Linked DNA regions of Rattus norvegicus: region 1 is linked to region 2. Evidence: chromatin contacts called from public Hi-C data. All regions are on one chromosome and are shown on one strand. Each heading gives the region's core, a stretch centred on a gene start, on an enhancer-like site or on the middle of the called end of the contact. The rest is flanking DNA. Distances are from core to core; before and after follow the strand shown. Region 1 has its middle 110 kb from the start of Snord17. Region 2 overlaps Bfsp1 (beaded filament structural protein 1).

What was found. Hi-C and Micro-C count contacts between places; a contact is called where the count stands out from the background.
Region 1: a Hi-C map of the A7r5 cell line shows a contact between it and region 2, with 2.6 times the contacts expected there. The contact joins two enhancer-like sites. A contact is called at or near these places in 3 of 12 Hi-C or Micro-C datasets (the A7r5 cell line, Schwann cells and mammary epithelial cells).

The regions. Positions count from the first base shown.
Region 1 is chr3:151,979,498-151,982,503 of GRCr8, forward strand. No RefSeq gene overlaps it. Among named protein-coding and RNA genes, the nearest start is that of Snord17, 110 kb to the right of the region's middle. Within about 2 kb of position 1,299, at least 11 of the 93 cell types and tissues checked have an H3K27ac peak or open chromatin away from gene starts, as enhancers often do. A contact at or near this core is called in the A7r5 cell line, where this site is marked.
Region 2 is chr3:151,655,328-151,658,157 of GRCr8, forward strand. All of the region lies in intron 5 of Bfsp1 (beaded filament structural protein 1), which reads right to left. Among named protein-coding and RNA genes, the nearest start is that of Bfsp1, 26 kb to the right of the region's middle. Within about 2 kb of position 1,559, at least 14 of the 93 cell types and tissues checked have an H3K27ac peak or open chromatin away from gene starts, as enhancers often do. A contact at or near this core is called in the A7r5 cell line, where this site is marked.

The DNA of each region.
Region 1 (3,006 bases), core at 49-2,548, 320 kb after region 2:
CACACACAGCGGACAGAAGGGACTTTACACACACACACACACACACACACACACACACACACACACACACACACACCTGCCCACACCCCCGAGATGCTCCTGTCTGGTCTCGCTTCCCTCTGCCCAAGCCCTTTCCTCCGTTCTGGCTCCCCACCTCTCGTCCCTCCAAATAAGGAAGCAGAGCTTTGAGACCGCCGGGCGAGGACGCCGGGTCTGGTCCCCGCCCCCAGGCTGAATCCAGCTGCCAGCGAGGCAGCTGCGTGTGTGAGGGGGGTGCGGGGTGGGGGGAAGGGCAGACCCCGCGGCAGGGGTCGCGATCTAACGCTTAGTCTCGGGCTCAGCAAGGGCCCTGGGCGCTTCCGAGGCACCTGCGGGACAACCACGTCAAGGTCGAGGTGAGATCCCGGCTCTCAGGCTGCACCGAACGTTTCGCTCTTCACTCAGCGGGGCTGCAAAGGCGGAAGATGACGTGGCGAATCGAGGAAGCGCCACATCTCGGATCCAGACCTTCCACTCCCAGGAACTGACCCAAAGGAAATAATCCAGTCCAAGAAAGAGAGAATATCCGGGAATAAAGCAACTCGTGGGAAATGGTTTCACGAGCCTCTGCACATCAGTGCTATGGAATGCTCTTTTATTTCGTGCAACGTTTAGGTGATCGCTTGGTATCAGGACCCTGTCAGCATCTGGGGGCACAGAGGGTAGAACCAGATCTCCTTTCCTCCGAGGGTTTACAGGGGAAACAAAGTGGACTTTAGAACCAGGGTGCAGTGGATCTGAGCACCCGTGTGTGTCCTCATTTCTAAAACGCACACACTTCATAGAGAAGCGATGAGGATCCCGGCGGGAAGGTTACACGGAGTATCTGCCACTAGGTAAAAAAAAAAAAAAAAAAAAAAAGGTCTAAACACCTACCAGCAATCCTGAGGTGCCATGATAAAAGAATGAATGAGTGACTAAGTATACATAGAACTGTGAATGCTGTAGCTGAAGCTGCGTATGCTTGAAAACATGGGGTGGGGGTAATTATGCCTGGGTGGGGGTGGCACCAAGGAAGCCCCGAGGTAACTCAAGCTGGGTCTTGAAGGATGTGTAGAAGTTTTCTGGGTAGACAAGAAATGAAAAGGTGTTGCGGGTAAAGCAAGCCTAGGGCCTAGAGGGAGGGACGAAAGAGCAGGGAGATTCCAAAAGCTACTTCTAAGTTTCTTGTTGGGAAGGAACACATTTCCAGCTGCACATTTTTTGTTCTGCCTCAGCTGCACAAGCGCCAGACCAGGCCCTCACCGCTTGAGGGTGATTCTCCTCCCCTAGGACTTGGCTCCGCCCATCAAAGAAATGCCTCTAGGCTCCTCTGTGTATCAGGGAGAGGTTCCCATTCTGTGATCTCAATTCCTGGATGCCCCAAGGCATGGAGGGGAATGTGCTGGGTTGTTTTCTTCCTTTTCCCATGATTCTTGGCAGCTGTGCAAACCTACCTCAGAGCTCTTTGAATAGAGAGTTTGGGAAGAAGAGGGACCCAAATCCAAGTGAAAGACCCCTGTGTTCTTGAAAGAAGGGGTGTGGTGGCAATATAATCACAACAGTCAATAAACGTGATTGCATATCAAGCATTGAACATAAACCATCTCCATTAATTAACTGTCCTTATCCCCTATTTATAGATGTTACAATCAGGTCTGTTTGTTTGGTTTTGTTTTGTTGTTATTGTTGTTGTTTTTCTTTTTTCTTTCTTTGTGTGTGCGTGGGGGGGGGGGTGTGCGCGCGCACTATAATAGAAGCCAGGGCCTTGTACATTCTAGGCAGATGCTCTAACACTGATCTATAACAACCCCAAATATGGTTCACGGTCACCCGGATAGTTTAGATTAAGATGAGCTGCCTCTCTTGCTCCAGAGACCACCACCTTACTCCTGGGCCGTGCTATCACAAAACAGAAAAGAGACTATTGGGGTGAAAGGAAGAAGGCAAGGTTTATGAAATTCTTGATTTAACTGGTAAAACCGTCACAAGCTCGTAAGGGGCCATAGTTGCAAATCATGGTGCTGTGAGAAGTCACGTAAGCCCCCGCCCGAGGCAGCCTTGCTTGTCAGTTTCTATATTGCATAGGGCTTTAGCACAAAACCACAACCGCCCCTTGCAAAGAACTTAGTGAGGGGGAACTGGTTGTTGAGCTTTGAACTGTTGAGAAGCTGAAGTGCGAATGTGATATCTGGAGGTCACTGTTAGCACAGCCATGCCTGGACAGGAGAGGACAACGGAAGGTAGGTGTACCTGAGTCAATGATCTGAAGTCACCAGCAAGAACCAGAGCCACAGCTCTCCACTCATGACCAACCCTACCTGGCAGCCAAAGCCATGGGAGCCCTCTGCAATACAGAACAGAAAGCAGAAAGTGGCAGTGGAGGGGGGGGGATGTGGCCAAGGCACAAAAGTAGACAGAAAAAGGACAGCCACCAATCGCACCCAGACAACGGCCCTTGAAAATGGTTGGTTTTATCCCGTTTTGGAGACAAGGACACGGGTGCTTAGACTGGATGGTGGGGTCAGCAAAGCGAAGCAAGTCTCAGGTGTAGACCCAGCTCTACATGTCTGTCTCCACAGTTCGGGCGAGACTAAAAGGACTCGAGAACACCAGGAAAAAGGAGAAAAGAGGGGCTGGAGAGATGGCTCAGCGGTTAAGAGCACCCGACTGCTCTTCCAGAGGTCATGAGTTCAATTCCCAGCAACCACATGGTGGCTCACAACCATCTGTAAAGAGATCTGATGCCCTCTTCTGGTACATCTGAAGACAGCTACAGTGTACTTATATATAATAAATAAATAAATCTTTAAAAAAAAAAAAAAGGAGAAAAGAAATCCTTGAAATTCTGAAGTCTTGATCACGGGGTCAAGGAGGATCAGGGCCTGTGGGATGACAGTGTTTGTGTTGCTGTCTCTTTTGACTCTCAAGTCACAGCAGTACAGAAAGGAAAATTCTATTAAGCAATCAGCCAGGACTCTTGCTTTG
Region 2 (2,830 bases), core at 309-2,808:
GGATGGCAGGAGCTCAGGAAGCACAGGGTCTCCACATGGGTAGAGGGCAGAAGTCATCAGGTGAGGCATCTCTATGAATCTCATTGTCCTGTGTGGTTATAGAATGTTAACTTAGAGGAGGCTGGGGCACAGAATACAGAGGATGTAGTGCTCTTTTCAACCTTGTAGAAATCTAAATTTATTTCAAACTACAGTGTCCTTCCTGGTTAGGCCAGTTGCCACAGGTTTTTCTAGTCCTCTAAAATCAGTCCACACCTGTAATGTCAAATGTAAGTCACACCTGCCTCCTACTGGGGTAGCCATGATCTTGCCAGGTGACAGTGCTCACACACACACCAAGAAACGTTTTCAAGAAACAAGGGGGTTGTAAGTCCCTTCCAGAGCTTGAATCTCAGAGCTGCTTCGTGGTGACATCAAGGGAATGGAGCCACATGTCCAGGGGACGGAGACAGAGACTTGAGAGCATTCTCAGACACCTTTTGTATGTGCTGGAAATGTTCCTCAATAAAGGATAGAAGAAAGAGTGAGGTATGACAGAACCTGCGTCCTCTTCGTGTATGGTGTCCTGGTCTATCGGGAAGCTCTCATCTTAGTAATGGATCAACTCACCAAATTCATTACGGCCTCATCAGGGAGGAGCTGCTATTGTTCCCTTTGCTACAGAGGAGACTGGGCCTACAGGAGAAATGACTTTCCCATCAACACCCCAGCAAGGTGCAAACCCACCTGGATAGAGTGCAAGACATTGCCTGAAACTGTGGCCTTCTCATCCTATCCTTCCCCAGGATAGAGGTGAGCAGTGGGCAGTAGGCACACACACACACACACACACACACACACACACACACACACACAGAGAGAGAGAGAGAGAGAGAGACAGAGACAGAGACAGAGACAGAGACACAGAGAGAGACAGAGACAGAAAGAGACAGACACACACACCACACACACACACACACACACACACACACACACACACACCACACATACCACAGTCAGGCACACCAGCTCTCCTCACAGAATGCACAAGGGACTCAATGTGACAACAGGCAGAGGTTTCCTGGGGTGTTTCAGGCTTCTAAACTGTAAGCGGGACAGCCAAGGGCCATCATGAGAACAAAGCTAGAGACTAGGTGTTTATAATTTGTGATCTAAGGGATTGCTTTTCTCTTTGGGTGGTGGGCAGTTTGCTGATTGTTGTTCCTCTGAAGATGTACAGATTTTAAAGGCTATATCCTCAAGAGGCTCACCACCCATGCCATGTGTCCCAGGCACCGGCCAACCTTTAACAGGCAGTTAATACTCCTCGGCATTCCTCGGACTCCTTCCAGCTTCCTCACGGTCCAAGGATGTGGATCTGTTCACGAAACTAAACTTCTGTCTTCACCAACGTGGCTTTTATAACTCAAAACCATAAACTACACATCAGAAAAAAATAAAACAGAAAAACCAACAAGTTTCACTTTCTCAAGCTTGGGTGTGGCTAACATAGACATCTCTGCACTGTGCTGGGAACCACCAGTCATCGCCAGCTCTCACCAGCTAACAGAGAATGAGACACAGAATCAGGCAGATGACTCAACCATTGGCATCGAATGACCAGCCACATCTCAAATGCCTGTCCCTGGCACCGCATAAGGAAGGGGATTTCCAGAAAGAAGTCGTTCATAAAAGGCAGGTACCATAGGAGGAGCCGGGAGAAAGAAAGATTAGCTGGGTTATCTGGAAGGGAGTGTCTAAGGCCCAGGGGAGAGAAGCGGGTAAAGGGCAGGAACCACAGGCAAGCAAGCTCTTTACGCTATGAGCAAGGTGAATGCTGTCTCTGCCTGGAGCATTAGACGGTCCATCTCCTTCTATCCCTTCAGAGAGCAGCACCGGGCAGCAGGAGTCTATGCAGGAGCCGGGCAGCATGCCTGTCTGTGCAGTGAGCTCCAGCCTCAGTCCTACTCAGACCAGATGCTGCTGGGTGTGAGACCTTTACTGAAAAGGAGGAAGAGGCTCTCGGGGATCGGCCCTAGATCACAGGGCATGGCTAAGTGCACCAAGAAGGTCACGATTGTCAGTAACTGTGGACCCAATATGGTGCCTCCCTCTCAGTGGTTCTCAACCTTCCTAATGCTGTGACCCTTCAATACAGCTCCTTGTAGTGTGGTGACCCCAACCATAACATTATTTCTGTTGCTACTTGATAACTATCATTTTGCTACTGTTATAAATCATAATGTAAATATTTCTGGAGATAAATAGCTGTCAAAGGGGTTGCGAACCACAGACTGAGAACTGCTCCCTAGAAAATGGTGAAGATTGAAATCAGGCAGCATACCAAGGACACTTGTGGTGGGACCTGGACGAAGATGTGGTCACAGGCATGTGGCTCGCAGGGCCTGGGCCCAGCACACTTCTGCTGTCACAGTCAAGTCAGCCAGCAGAAACGGAAGGAACTAAAGGCCAATGGGAGCATTACTGTTTGAGACATCTGGCAAAAAAAAAAAGGGAGGGGTGAGTAATTTAGATAAAAATGATGATGGTGGTGGTCGTGGTGATGGTGGTGGTGTTCATATAGCCAGCAAGATGGCTTTGTGGGTAAAGGTTCTTGTGACCAAGCCTGACAGCCTGAGTCTGAGCCCCAGGACTAATACAATAAAACAAAAAGAATAAACTTCCTAGAGTTGTCCTCTGGACACCACACATACCCGCACACACATGCATGCGCACGCACCCATCACAGAGGAGACAGACAGACAGACACAGAGAGACAGAGAGGATAAAGAGGGGGTTTTGCTTTGCTGATGGGATGGTGCCCTGATTGAGCGCTGTTTCTGAATATCAC